Regions from separate parts of the Zea mays genome. Here region 2 is linked to region 1. The links are chromatin contacts, called in public Hi-C maps. All regions are on one chromosome and are shown on one strand. Each heading gives the region's core, a stretch centred on a gene start, on an enhancer-like site or on the middle of the called end of the contact. The rest is flanking DNA. Distances are from core to core; before and after follow the strand shown. Region 1 holds the start of LOC100273531. Region 2 holds the start of LOC100273232 (cytochrome b561).

Evidence for each region. A called contact is a pair of places that touch in the nucleus more often than the background predicts.
Region 2: a contact with region 1 is called in a Hi-C map of ear, with 3 times the contacts expected there. The contact joins the promoter of LOC100273232 here to the promoter of LOC100273531 in region 1. A contact is called at or near these places in 10 of 25 Hi-C or Micro-C datasets (bundle sheath, ear, leaf and 3 more) and 1 of 3 datasets of contacts at active chromatin or transcription factors (leaf).

The regions. Positions count from the first base shown.
Region 1 is chr1:223,951,022-223,953,581 of Zm-B73-REFERENCE-NAM-5.0, forward strand. LOC100273531 reads left to right here and starts at 1,274. Exons shown (of 14, transcript NM_001147949.1): 1 at 1,274-1,959; 2 at 2,155-2,252; 3 at 2,383-2,559. The coding sequence starts at 1,848.
Region 2 is chr1:224,267,527-224,270,086 of Zm-B73-REFERENCE-NAM-5.0, forward strand. It overlaps LOC100273232 (cytochrome b561), which reads right to left and starts at 1,281. Exons shown (of 4, transcript NM_001147674.1): 1 at 1,080-1,281; 2 at 296-344. The coding sequence starts at 1,232. It overlaps LOC100274041, which reads right to left. Exons shown (of 5, transcript NM_001148422.1): 5 at 2,510-2,560.

The DNA.
Region 1 (2,560 bases), core at 24-2,523:
GGGAGCGACGGCGGCTGGTTGGGAGCGCGACAACCCTAGCGCCGTATCCCAAGCGTTTCGTAGAAGCCAACTGAAGGCCGCTTCGCAGGGCGCCGTAGGCGGGTCGCTTCTATGCGAAGCGCTGCGACGAAAAGCCGCCTCTGAAGCTGGCCGTTTGGATACAGCTTCAGCTTCTGGCGACCAGAAGCCGCCCAGAAGCTGAAACAAACAGCCGCTATATTGGTTTGTCACGTGTCATATAACTGTTATCATCAAATATGATTGGGGTGTCATTGCCCATGTACTGGTTTGATTTAGTTGCACGGATATTATACTGTTTTGATTTAAGGTTGTTGTAGGCCCAAACACGCCTTGCTATAACCTCTAGCAATCGTCACACTTAGCGTCCTACCGTGCAGGCAACGCCGCAACGGTTGTTTTTTTTGGCGGCGGCACGACCTCGCACGACCATATTTGGCTGTGCCGTGCCCATGGCGCGTCACATGCGCCCGCTGCCGCTGCCCCTGCCCCGCTGCAGCACGAGCCAAGCCACGGCCGGCACAAGTTCACACTCTCCAGACCGTCTCTCCTTTTCCTCGATCTGCAACACAAAAAGCAGGCAGAGCGCCAACCAAAGCATAAAAGCTGTGCTCAGCACAGTAGGAAAAGTTCCCTTGGCTCTGTGTGGGAGAAAACAAATGTTTCTTCATGGTTTATTTAAGTCTTTAATAAATTTTAGTTTAAAAATAAATGGAAATAAAGTCTGGTCTTAATTCTATCTAGTCATTAAATGTGAAGTTTAAAGCTTATTAGGGCATGTACAGTGGAGAGACACCAAAACGGTTCTCTAAGCACAGGAGACAACTAAGAGACTGTATTGTACAATGGAGTGTCTACAAACGTAGTCTATTAATAAATACAGAATTAAATGTATTTGTATAGCATCAGATCGATAGAACAGACGACAAATTCGTACAGTGGGAAGTGAGGCGTCTGTTGCTACTTGGTTTACGAGCCAGATGCGTCTCTTCGCGGAGAGACGGCTCTAAGATTTTTTTGCAAATAACCCCTTAAACACCTTAAGAGCATCCACATTAAACACCACTGTACATGCCCTTAGCACCCTAGTGAAGATACACCCAGAGAGATAAAGTAGAGAGGGAGGGGTTTTGTTTTTTGTTTCACGTCCACCGTTTTTCTTCACAGTTCACACCACAATCTCTTTCCCTCTGGGCTGTCTGGCTGGCCTGTGCCGTCGCCTTTCCGGTGCAAAAGATTTTGTTGGCCTTGGGAAGCGCGGAGCGTGTTTTCCTCCCTCCGTTCCGGTGGGGGGTGGCAACTGGCAACGCAAAAGCCTGACTCCAATCCCATTGCTGCTGGAAAGCACAAAGCAGCGATGGTAAAAGAGGATGAAGGCCATGGCGACAGAGTGGCCGCCGACGCTCCTTTCCGTGTGGTGTAGGGCTGCAGATTCCTTCGCGCTCCTCCTGCTCCCAGCGAGGAAAAGAGAGCACGAACTAAACTAGGAACCATCCCTCCCCGGCATTCATTCCCTTGCCCTTTTTTCACCGAATTGTAGCGGTTGTTGCTTTCCTGTTCAGGTGCCTTGTTCTTGGCCTCCTTCGCACGCAAAGAACCGCCGGTCGTATTGCTCTCCGCACTCACCCACCGCGCTGCTGCTGCTCGACTGCTCGTGGAAGGGTTCTTATTGGCCGCCTGTTCCTGCTTTGCGGTTTCTTGCTCTGCTTTTGAGTGGAGCCGCTGTGGAGTGGACGGTGTGGTGTGGTGTGGGTCGGCGGTGAGGTGAAAGGCTTGGTTTCTTTCTTTCTTGCGAGGGAGGATAAGGGAAAGGGAAGGCGAAGAGGAGGATGGCCGGAGGAGGGGCGGCGCCGCCGCCGAAGCAGGAGGAGCTGCAGCCGCACCCGGTGAAGGACCAGCTTCCCAGCGTGTCCTACTGCATCACAAGCCCACCGCCCTGGCGTACGTCTCTTTCAATATCACTCACCTCACCTGGGATTGGGACCTCTCGATTCCAATGCTGGAGTAGAACTACTCTGTGTACTGACGTTGATGTTTTTCCACATGGTCGCTGTGTTGATACTGATAGTGGTCCTGATTTCTACAGTACTAGGTTATTTTTGACTTGTTTCCTGTCGCCTGACCTTGAACATGCAGCTGAGGCTGTCATCCTTGGATTCCAGCACTACATTGTGATGCTGGGCACATCCGTCATCATACCAAGTGCTCTTGTTCCCCAGATGGGAGGAGGAAACGTGAGTAAACCAATCACCTCTACGTGTTCTGAATCCAAGATTTGATAGCCATCTAGTCTGTGAACTGAATTGTGATGCCAATAAAGCTCAACTATCTATTGCTGTGCACCTCCTTTCTGTCTGCTGCTAGGAGGAGAAGGCCAGGGTGATTCAGACGCTGCTGTTCGTTGCCGGCATCAACACCCTATGCCAGTCATTCTTTGGGACTCGCCTCCCAGCGGTGATGGGTGGATCCTACACCATCGTCGCACCCACCATTTCCATCATCATGGCCGGCCGTTACAGCAACGAAGCAGACCCTCGTGAGG
Region 2 (2,560 bases), core at 31-2,530, 320 kb after region 1:
ATTTCCTGTTGATTTGAGCAAGAAAAACATACAAAGTATCTAACTTTTCATATTAGCAAGTTTGGTTCAATCAACAATCACAAGTACCAACAAAACAAGAAATTATTTATGCAAGATGTGATAATGCTAGACTCTTTGTCCCATGGGGAAATTAATTAGTTGGATAAATGTTTCTGGGTTTCTGAAACAAAACTGTGCTCGTATTGCAGTGAATGAGATAGTATCATGAAATGGTATTCTGAAATTTCAATATGCAACAATATTGTTCACAGCACAGGAGTAGTCATGTCCTGACCTTCGCCATTCAAGGCCACCAAACCAATCAGCATTAACACTGGGTGAACCTGAAAGAGAGGAAGAAATTTTATTTGCTGAAATATCTTTTTAGCAGAGTATAAGCATTGTTCCTAGTTTTTACATTCCAACCATCAGGAATCAGGACACACTAGTCACTAGCCACTGGATCATCTTTTTATCTTTCCTTGCTTTTTTTGGTTTTGCAGCTAAACATTAGTGGTAGTGGAAGGAACAAAACTGCAATAACTTGTAGTACTCCACACACAGATCGATCAGTTGGACAATTCACAATGTACTAACACGGATGGAAGGGAATCAAATAGATAGAAACATAAAAAGAACTAAGAAGAGAAATTCTATTCATCTGTGGACATTACACTAAATCATCACCAAACGCACGATAAGACTGCGAAAGAAAAACGTGTAAACAAGAAAATTTTCTTCTATGAACTAGCAGATATAACGAAAGAAATCACCACTCCGGCAAAAATTCGTACCTATGCTAAAACTCTCCAACGATTAGGCGATTACCAAACCACTGACCCAAAGGTTTCCTCCCAAAACTGTATAAAGTTCGCCATTACTACCCATTGACCAGACAGAAGAACCACCAAACCAAGAATTCCGCCATAGGGGAAACGCTCGGTCCAACTCTTGAAGAGTCGATCAAACGCTCCCACGCAATAGACACCAAGATCAACACTTGATCCACTGTTGCAAACGAGATAGCGGCAGAAAAATCGGAAGGAGGCAAGGGAAGTTTTTGTTTTGGTGCCCCTTACGTTGAAGAGGGGGAGCTTGCTCTCCTCTTCGGTGGAGAGCGCCATGCCGCCTCGGAAGTGGACGGCCCAGAAGAGGATCGCCGCCGCGGCGGCCAAGCCCAGCAGCCGCACGAGCCCGAAGACCGGGAACCTTACCGCCGGCGCCGCCGCCATCGCCTCCGCCTCCGGTAGCGGGATCGGGATTCGGGAGATCGAAACAGGAGCGGGGACTGGGTGCGTTTCAATCAAGCACGCGAAGTCGCTGAAGCCATTTCAGATCGGACATGAACACGAACTACCATAAAAACGTTTTCCTCAACAGGACGCGGATTCCAGTTGACCTCTGTCTGCTTTACGCTTTGCACACGTCGCACTCGCGTATGGCTGACAGGCTAGTTGTCCGAGAGTAGAAACGAGGACTGGTGATCTACGAATTTATCACATACTTTTAGGCTCAATTAAAATGGTCATTGCAGCTGTCAACATTTTCCTCTAGGCTCAATCCATCTATGAACTATCAAAATTGGCCATTTCGGTCATCAAACTTTTCTTTTGAATTCATCCTTGATCCTCATCATCTAACATGGCACATCATATTGTCATGCATCATTAGCCCCCTGCATCAAATGTTAGGATATGCTTAAGTGAAGCAACTAGATCTAGTGACCACAGATGCGGCACGCGGTTGATGTTAACAGTGCACTATATGATGGGCGCACAAAAACAGAAAACCCGATAAAGTAGCGAAGGGCTACAAGCGATGGAGTGTTATGGTTGAGAAGATCTTAGAGTTGTGGTGCCTTCCGAGTTGCTTTGTGCCTAGAAAAATTAAATGTGATGTGGCATGTAGTATGATACTAGAACTGACAAGACATGTAAAATATATGCCATGCAGAGGAAAAGTGAGAATAATCCCAAAAAATGATGGACAGCAAAAATAACTATTAGATTAGCGCAAATTAAGTTCATGTTACTATAAATCTTGCCAAATGGTGGACCAGCTAAAGGCTTAGTCATGATATCGGTCACTTGATCCTTGAAGGATATGATCCACACATCTAATTGGTAAGATGTCACCTGCTTATAAATAAGTGGTAGTCAACTTCCATATATTTGGTGTGATGATGAAAATAGGGATTCATCAAAAGGTAGGTAGCTCCAATGTTGTCACACCAGAGAGTTGGTTGTCGTGGTATGCCAAGTTTCAAAATCAGCACTTACACATAAATAAGTCCTGCACTAGCATTAGTGACCTTATATTCAGACTTCAAACTAGAACATGATACAATTTGGTGATTTGGAAACTCCAAGAAATAACTCCGCCTATATTGTCTCAGCATATGTTGGTGCAACATAGCCTGGTCCTAAGTCCAGGTACAACGAGAAGGGTTGCATTAGACGTGGCGAGCCAGCTATAAAAACCAAGTAACGATATGCACCAAGAGCTCATTCAAATCAATCACTATCATCATGGACAGATGTCAAGTTAGGCTATTACAATG